2 separate regions of the Macaca mulatta genome follow, and region 1 is linked to region 2. Evidence: chromatin contacts called from public Hi-C data. All regions are on one chromosome and are shown on one strand. Each heading gives the region's core, a stretch centred on a gene start, on an enhancer-like site or on the middle of the called end of the contact. The rest is flanking DNA. Distances are from core to core; before and after follow the strand shown.

Evidence for each region. A called contact is a pair of places that touch in the nucleus more often than the background predicts.
Region 1: a Hi-C map of cortical neurons shows a contact between it and region 2, with 3 times the contacts expected there. The contact joins the enhancer-like site here to the promoter of TLCD1 in region 2. A contact is called at or near these places in 2 of 14 Hi-C or Micro-C datasets (cortical neurons and liver).

What each region holds. Positions count from the first base shown.
Region 1 is chr16:37,605,519-37,609,831 of T2T-MMU8v2.0, forward strand. It overlaps FLOT2 (flotillin 2), which reads right to left. Exons shown (of 12, transcript XM_077970649.1): 3 at 1,907-1,997; 4 at 263-353. The coding sequence starts at 337. Among named protein-coding and RNA genes, the nearest start is that of FLOT2, 13 kb to the right of the region's middle. Within about 2 kb of position 1,578, at least 1 of the 40 cell types and tissues checked has an H3K27ac peak or open chromatin away from gene starts, as enhancers often do. A contact at or near this core is called in cortical neurons, where this site is marked.
Region 2 is chr16:37,434,632-37,439,414 of T2T-MMU8v2.0, forward strand. TLCD1 (TLC domain containing 1) reads right to left here and starts at 1,482. Exons shown (of 4, transcript NM_001194451.2): 1 at 1,180-1,482; 2 at 760-842; 3 at 580-662; 4 at 1-167. The coding sequence starts at 1,373. It overlaps NEK8 (NIMA related kinase 8), which reads left to right and starts at 1,077. Exons shown (of 16, transcript XM_077970598.1): 1 at 1,077-1,279; 2 at 3,262-3,430. The coding sequence starts at 3,351.

The sequences.
Region 1 (4,313 bases), core at 328-2,827, 170 kb after region 2:
AGGAGCCCTCAGCACTGGTTCTGTCCCTCGTGGGCCCGCTGAGGAGAGAAGGGGTGTCTGTTAGTCCTGCTGGGTGGCCAAAAGGGCCCGGTGAGCATGTTCCAGTGGCGACGACCCGACTGGCCCTCTCTTGCGGGACTTGCGGGGGCTGGGGCGCTGGAGAGAGACTGCCCCTGGCTGCTGTCCTCTCCTCCTCCCCCCGAACCCGAGTACAGGACCAGGCAGCTCAACGGACATGCGCAGGGCTGCTGAGTTACTATACCTGGGCGACACCCGTCACAGTTAAAGCTACCCCCTCGGCCGTCTCTACGTCCTCGCAGCGGGGCTGCAACGTCATAATCTCTAGGGAAATCCTGCCAAGAAACGCAAAACAGGGGCATGGGTCTGGGGGCGCAGGGCCTGGTGGTGTTGGGAAAGAGTCCAGTACCTCACTGCTCCGGCTGCGTCCTGGTGAGGAAGGTGGAGGAAGGACTCTCAATGGGGCTGAGATGGGAGTGTCTGAGAAGGAGGTGGGCAGGAGGGCAGGTGGGTGCAGATGGCCCCAGGGGAAGGAGTGGAAGTGAGCTGTGTATGTGCACATACTCTCTGCTCAAGCCAGCCTGGCTGGTTGTGAGGAAAACGAAGTAGAAAGAAGTGGCTGTAGGTGGTTGGGGGCTGGTGGCTGGGGGAGAATTCAGGTGTAGCTGTGTGTATGTTCTAGGATAGCAAGTCAGTGCTGGTCCTCCCGGCTCTGCTGCGTAGGCCATCGTGGATGTCATCTGAGCCTCCCGCAGGGGCCCTGGCCCATTCCTTGATCTACCCAGCACTCCAGGGTGCCCCAGGAAGCTGCCCGGAAAGTTCTGTCTGATTGCCTGGCATCCTGGAGTATGCGCACTGCTGGGCTAAGATGGAAGTGATTCTGTACCTGCCCCTTGCCAGAGAAGCCCTACCGGGTGGCTGCAGCCTTTTGACTTGAAACCCACATCTGGTATTAGGCCCAGGTGGGTCACATGGGGAATGCACACTGAGGTCACACTAGAGCTTCTTGGCCAAGGAGTGTTAACCCTGGAAAGAGTTGTTCTGGCCAGGCAATCTGATTCCTCCAGGGTCCACAGTCACCCGCCTTAAAAGGGATCTGGGCATGTGCAGGTGTTTCAAGTGCAGGTGTGGGTGTGGAGCGGGACAGGACTGCATCAAATGGGGTGTTGAGGGAGGCCTGGACCCTACCCCTTCCACACAAGGTACTCCAAGCCTCTCAGGCCTCTGCACTTCCCATGGCTACAAGGGCTAAGGAGATGGGGATGGTCCCCTTCCCCATTAGAGACGGCAGGATGGGTGAAGAAGGGAGTGGTGGTATAGTGTTTTTGCCTAAGTGGAGGCTGAAGGGCAATTTAATGCAGAGGGAAGGGGTGAGAAAGATGCAGTTCAGGCCTCTTCCAGCCTGGGAACCTGCTGGCACACAAGCTCTGAGGGGGCGGGGGCTTTTTGTTGTTCACTCCTGCAGTCCACATGCCTCGAATTGAGAAGGTGCTCAGTAGAGAGCTGGTGAATGAAGCAATGAAGAGGGGAACCCACACATGACAGAGTAAGCATTTGGAGCTACTTAACACTTAAGCCCAAGAATAGATTTCACCAGCTATGGCTGCATGGTAATGAAGGCCTGGCATCCAGGGACACTCACTGGCAGACTTGGCAAAGCTTCCAGAATCCCTTGCTGTTTTCCCACTTGCAGTCCAATAGGCAAGGGCAAGGGACCTGGGGATCTACAGGGATCCATACTGGCACCCAGAGCAGTTGGAGGAGAGAAAAGAGGAGAGGGAGGAAGGCACGGTCTCAGGAGGGGAGTCCACTGGCTCCTGTCTGCCAGGCCCCGCAGGGCAGGAAGAGAGAAGGTTAGACATGGAGGAGGAAGCAGGTGGGTTATTACCTGTGCAACCCCTGTTACGAATAGTGGAACCCCCTCCGACGTCTCAATATTCTCACAGCGACACAGGATGGTCATAACCTCCAGAGACAGTCTGAGGAGCAGCCAGGGGATGGGGAGAGGTAGGGACAGGAAGGGGAGGAGGGGACACAGCAAACACACACAGTAGTTACCAGACAAGCACCGATGCCTGATGCCTGGGGACGGCGGTGGGGGGGCATGCTGTCAGTAATCCAACCCCCCAACTGCCAGCTCAGCTGAGGGCTGCAGGACAGCAGAGACCCCCCGTGCTGCTCCAAGGCCTCTGGGTCTCTTCTCTAGCCCCAAACCCTTCTAGTGAGGACCTGCTGGGCTGGGGAAGATGCCTGCTGCCACTCTGGGCCTGCGGCCTGAGGTCAGGAGGCTTGTGCACAGCGTACCTGGGTTGCCCGCCACCTCACTTTCCCAGGGATCCTGTCGCAATCTGGGAGACTGAGCCTTAGCCCCCTGTCTTCACACAGGTAAACCTGTGTTTCCAGAAATCGGGAGTAGGAGGCTATTCTGGGGACTCCTGAGCTTTAGCAAATGCTGAATCCACCAGGTCTGCACTTTCTATCACTAAGAAGGCAAGGCGAGGCCAGAAAAGCCCAAATGTTCTGATGTGGGGGTCAAGGAAGGCTGGGGGAGGAGAAAGTGTGTTCCTGCCAGAATATTCAGGGACAACTGGGAGATAAGGGAGACATTTAATTGGGAATTTCCAAAGTTTTCCAGGGGCAGAGAGAAGATTATTGGCAAAGAAAACAAGGTGCCTCGAAGCTCCCTGGGCCATGCTGGCTGGGCCTCCCTAGGCAGTGTGTGTGCAGGGTGGGTGTCTAGACAGAGTCCAGGCTGTGGACAGTGTGGAAGGTTTCCCTAAATCAGAGGAAGGAAGAGAGGACAGAGGCCGAGGGTGAAGGGGCAGAAGCAGGTGGAGGGGTGATAAGCAGCAGCAGTCAATGTGCAGCCCCCATCTCAGCCCTGGGAGGGGCCATCCCCACAGTGCCAGCCCTGGGGCTCTGGCCATGCAGATGTGAAAAGGTTGCCTTCGTTTGAGCCCCTAACACTAGCAGCCTTGGGCCTGAGAGGATTCTTGACCCGGCTCAGACGGGAACCCACCAAGCTCTCTTCTGGGGAAGGAGAGAGGGAAACAGGGGAGAGAGAGGGAGGGAGGAAGGGTAGTGGGGAGGGAAGAAGGGAGGCTGCAGCTCAGATGCCAAAGGTGGAAGAATTGCTCAGGTAAGAGAGAGCTGCCCACATCAGGGCCTCGGGATAGTATAGGATGTGGCAGCAAAGTGTAGCAGGAGGGGTCACTGAGCCTGGAAGAAGAATGGCTGACCCCAAGGGCACGTGACATATAGACAGTTGCGGAAAGGACCTCGAGAGGGAGGCTAAGTATCCAGGCTGAGTTAGAAGCCTCTACTCTGACCCGAGAGGCTCCTGCCAGCATAGGGAAATAAAGGCCCCAGCCTGTGGAGATGTCCCCCAAGCAGGCTAGGGATTGGGGAAGAGGCTGCCCCCGAAGAAAAGGGGATGAGGGAAGGACTACTGGCTCAGACTACCCAGCAAGTGAGACCAGAGGGAGGATGTGGAGCCTGGGTGTGAGGTCAGTGTCCTGGGAAGAGATACAAGGCCCTTCTCCTCTAACTTCCAAACTTGCTGTCAGAAAGGCTCGGCCCTTCTGTCCTGGCTCTGCCCCCTGGAGCAAGAAGGGAGAGCAGGGGACCAAGAATCCAGAGAACGGACTGCAGGGGAATTGGCCTAGCAGTGGCTGCCCATGCAGGACAGGTGTCTGGACAAGATACTCTGTTGTGCTGGGAATGCACAGTGTGCGGGGTGGCGGTATGTCTGCAGAGGGCTCCCCACGGCTTCTGACAGGCCACTGGCCCACTCAGGTGCAGCCAGGATCCTCTTGAGTGGAGGCTGTGGCCACTATTGATTACTCTGACACTTTGAGCTTTAAACCAGAAGAGTCCCCCAGCATCGCTCACCTCCGGCCAGGTAAAGTGAGGGAGAGGTGGGAGAGTTGAGCGGTTACTGGGAACCAGTGAAGTTAATCCATTGTGCCATGCTTCCCAATTCCCCCTGACCCTAGCAGATGCCCTCAGACTCCCAGGAGCCTCAAGCACTAGTAGCTTGGTGCAGACGTGAGCTGCTGACAGGTGGGGGCTGGGGCAGAGGGAGTTTCCACTGGAATCTCCATGATTTCCCCTGTGGGGTGACCGACCCCCTTGCAACATGACAGCTCTGCTGCCCTTGTTGCCTGGGTCGTGGTTGGGAAGGGTCTGCTCCTCTCCTCCCCACCACCCCATCTCCCATAATCAGGAAGGGGGCAATTGTGAAAAGGTAGCTGGCATGCCTCATCTCTTGGGTGGGCAGTGAGGGTGCCAGGAGA
Region 2 (4,783 bases), core at 232-2,731:
AGGTTCACATACTTGTTAACCCTATAGAGGAGATGATCCTGGGCATTATTGATTTTCATCATCATGCGAATCGTGAGGAAGATGTTGCTGACTTCCACCAGTAGTGTTAAGACACCACCACCGACAAAGCTGCTCCAAAAGATGCCAGAGAAGAAGGCACCCATGGCCTAGCGGGAAGAAGGGAGAATAGGAGTTAGGGAACCAGATGCAGATGCTTTCCTGGACTTTGGTGGGGGGTATCAGATTGAGGGCTGGAAAATCCCAAATTTCTACCTGGAATAATAGTTTATAGTGGATAAGATGCTTTGTTTTGTTCGTTCAACATTACTAGGTTTTGATCCCTGCTCACAGCTTCTGGCTGTGGATGATGTTCAGTCTAAAGAGGTAGTGAGACCATGGGTTGCTGGCCTTTGAACAAGCACACAGACTGCTAACCTCAGCATCCTAAAAATAAGTAGCAGCACACAGGTGGGGGGGTGGGTTGTAAGAAAACACAGCCTTCTCCCAGGTTCAGAAAGACGGAGCTGAGACTAGGTTGCTGACTGACACCAGGCCTATACCACATAATCAGCTTCTCACCATGATGTGATGGACGAGGTATTCCCAAGATGCTCGCGCCTGTCCGCTAGCCACGATGTCCACCGTATCATGGATGAAATACCCTAGTGGAGGGATGGGGCAAGAGGTCACGAAGGACTGAACAAGCAGCTTCCTTCTCCCTGTCCCCAGTTGGCCTCCCGCTTCCTGGGCAAGACCTACCTGCAGAAAAGCAAACGAGCAAATAGCCAGAAAGTGACCATGCCGTCTCAATCTCCACCAACATGTCGGGAGTCTGCCATACACTGGAAAGGAGGGAAGAAAGCAGGCTCTGCATTTTGGCACCCTCAAGGACCCTCACCTTTCCGGTTACCCTTCCCAGCCCCGGGGGAGCCTGGGCTCGCCCTAGTGGCTGACTGGGAAGCTAAGAGTGGCTGGGCAAGACCCAAGAGCCTCCAGTTTCCCAGGGGCGATCCCCCTCCCCTGGGGCCATTGCGGCTTCTGGTTGGATAGGATACCAAACGGGATCAGGTGAGACTGCGTGGCCTCAGCCCGCCGATGAGCGATGGGGGTAGTAACACAGAGCCGACCCCAGCTCCCTGCTCAGGATCCCCCGGCCACCTCATCCCCACAATCGCTTACCACAGCAGTGCCCAGATCCCCGACACAATGGAGTGAGCGAAGGAGACGAGCAGGTTGTGCCAGCGCCAGGTGCGCAGGGGGTCGGCGCGCACGTGCACAGGTAGGGGCAAGCGACTGAGCGCGCGCCGGAGCGCCCGGAAGGTCAGCGTGGCGCCCAGGAGCAGCGGCAGGGCGGGGTGCAGCAGCGGGGGCATGCTGGCCCTCCCTGCCGTCCGCCCTCGAGGCCGCCTCCTAGGGCTGTTCTGGGAACCTGGGTCCCTCTCGGACCAGTCCAGTCCGGCCGCCTCTCCCGCCGGGCGCCAGCCCCACACAGTTTCAGCGAAGCCCTCTAGGCCCCTTGACTCCTCCTCGCCCTCCCTGCTAGGCCTCTGCCCCCGCCCCCAGACGCCCGCGCCCCCGCCCCGCCCTCCTGCCCCCGCCCCTCAGGCGCTGCTGCCGCGCGAGCCGGGTGTCCCCGCGGCCTCTCGGTCACCGGCCGGCTCCCGCGGACTTTGGGTAACTAGGAGCTGTGCTGGGGGCGTCGTCGCCGAGGCACCCCTCGCTGGCGCCTCCCGACGGCCGACGGAGTCCCAGTTGCGGTGGCTCGCCCGGCCTCATTAACCCGCGTCCCCACTTTTCCCCGGGCCACCGGCTCCCCCGCCCTGGGCGGGTACCGCGAGAGCTCTCTCCACCCTCTACCTTCTGCGAAGAGCTGGACGGGACCCGACACGCCCACGCCCCTTAAGTCCTGGTCCTGGGGTGGATTCAGGAGCCCCGCCTCCGACAGTGGTCTCGGTGCAGACCCAGTGCCCCCACCGCACCACTCGCAGTCTTCTGACCGGGGACCCGGGTTTACCCGTCCCTCCCGCGCCCGCGAGGTGGGCGCTTGGGAACTGCTGAGTAACCCATCGCCACCTCTCCCCGCCCGCTCTTAAGCTCCCGGGGCCGGGCGGCTGTCACAGTCCTCCCTCAGACAGTCCCGGCCCTCGGCCTGGCTCCCCGGAGGCTGGGCAAGCAAGACCGCGGATTTGCCGTGATTGCTGGGGTGACCCGCGCTCTCCAGGCCGGTAGCTTGCAGCAGTTGCGGCTCCTGGCCACTAGGTGTCAGCCTGCCCTCACTGTGGCGCGGGCTCCCTCTCCCGCCTCCGAGCGAGGCGGCTGCTTTCGGGGAAAGTTTAGGTAAACTGGGCGAAAGGAGGAGCAGCTGAGAGCTAGCGAGGGAAGTGAAGCGGGGGTGAGGGCGGGGAGGGAGAAGAGGGTGGTAATAGAAGAGGGGAGGGAAGAAGTGAGGGAGGGGAAAGGTGCTGCGGGAGGGAGGAAAAAGCCAAAAACCTGAGGCGCAAGGACCCACGGACCAAGCCGTTTGAGTGTTTTCCTCCCCTATGGCTCCAAGGTTACACATTAACCCCTGTGGGACTCCTAGGTTAATCAAGGCGCAGTCGGTTTCTAGGTGAGAGCACTGGTGTCCCGGGTGAGCGGCTTTCCCGCCCCTCCCCTTGGCTCACAGAGCTGCTCTGTCCGCTGGCCGACACCGGCCTGAGCCAGCGCCCATCAGCAGTCCTTCCACGTGGGCGGGTTTGGGTACCCTTGCGAAGGCCGGGGCAGGGTTTCTTTCTTTCTTTCTTTCTTTCTTTCTTTCTTTTTTTTTGAGATGGAGCCTCACTCTGTCGCCCAGGCTGGAGTGCAGTGGCACGATCTCGGCTCACTGCAACCTCCGCCTCCCAGATTCAAGCGATTCTCCTGCCTCACCCTCCCGAGTAGCTGGGATTACAGGCGAGCGCGACCATGTCCAACTTTTTGTATTTTTAGTAGAGATGAGGTTTTACCATGTTGGCCAGGGTGGTCTCAAACGCTTGACCTCAGGTGATCTGCCCGCCTCGGCCTCCCAAAGTGCTGGAATTACAGGCGTGAGCCACCTCGCCTGGCCGAATACTGAGTTTTTATAGAGCTCCAGCAGAGCAGGAGCCCGGGAGAACCTGGAATTAACCTCACTTCCGGTAAAGAGCCTAGCTAGTCACACTAACCAGCCCTCTGCCTCTAGGCTTTGTCTTGAGATCATTTCGGCGAAACCGCGGTCTTTCCTTTTCCCCTTGATGCTTTCAGGTAGTGATTCACTTCCGCCCCCATCTTCCCCCATGGGGTTCACCCTAGATGAGCACTGAGGGCAGATTACCCTCCTGCAGTGCGTGTGTATGAAAAGCGAGTTGAGAGTCCTGACCAGCGCGGTGCTCACTAGTCGGGACGGCCTGAGACCGTGTCATGTCCTCCCCAGGTGAATCAACTTGCACAACTTGGGATTTCCCTCGTCCCTCCCTAGGCAAACACGAAACTAACTCTGCTGCCTTCTCCCAGGAGCGCTGGCCTCGGTCGTTTTGGTTGTGTTTATCGTTTGTGTGCCAAAGAGAACCCGATTTCTCCTGAAATAGCGTCACTCGTGGGCAAGAAGGGGGTCGATCCTCTTCCCACCCCCGCCCGGCCTGTGGGGTGCAACTCTCAGGAACGCGACATCCTTTTAGTCTAGCAAGCTTTACAAGGGCTGGGTATATGCTTGGGAGGGGCGGGTACCGTGCCCGCCATTGCGGGGCGCGCCCTATTTTCTTGCCCTATCCCTTGGACACTGCGTGGGGCAGGGTCGTGAGGGGAAAGGTGACGGCGTGTCGCAGCGGCAGGTGTGTGGTGCAGGCCCACAAATACGGACGCGTGGCGAAACCCACACCTAGCGCGCTGGCTCCGCCCCGCAAGCCGCTCGCCGTGAAGGGGCGGGGCCCAGAGTGGCTGGGTCCGCGCACGCGCCGCGGGGGAGACGGAAGTGAAACGCTAAGAAATGAGATGGAGAAGTACGAGCGGATCCGAGTGGTGGGGAGAGGTGCCTTCGGGTGAGCCAGGGCTCTGGGGGAGGAAACTGCTAAAGGATAGGGAAAATAAGCCCCAATTCTGCCCGCAAACTCGCCGCCCGCCTACACCCGCCCCAAGGCGTGTACGCTACTCTGGGAAGCTCCGCCCAAGCTTCCGGTCCCTATCCCGCGGGGAGACTCCGCCTCTACGTGGGCCACGCCCCTGACAAGCCCATTGGCCCGCCCACTGAGTTCTGTTAGCTTCTTTATTCATTGGTTTTACAAATACTGAGTGCCAGCTATGTATGTCAGGCTTTGGGCCCTGGGTATGCAGTTAGAACCGGAACAGGCGTGGTCTTTTCCCTCTTGGAACTTACTGACTATGGGAAAGTTATACAATAAACAAAACATTATGAATTAAGAAGTTATAGCAGTTATGAAGGGTTATTAGCAGGTTGTGAGGCTAGAGTACATTACCAGGGAGAATACTTATATGAGATGGTCAAGGAAGAATTCTCTGAGAAGGGAGATTGATTGATTGATTGATTGATTGATTTTTGAGACAGAGTCTCCCTCTGTCACCCAGGCTGGAATTCAGTGTCGCGATCTCGGCACACTGCAACCACCACCTCCCGGGTTCAAGCAATCGTTGTGCCTCAGCCTCCAGAGTAGCTAGGATTACAGGCGTGCGCCACCACGCCCGGCTAAATTTTTTTGAATTTTTTTTTTTTTTTTTTTTTTTTTGAGACAGAGTCTCCCTCCCTCTGTCGCCAGACTGGAGTGCAGTGACG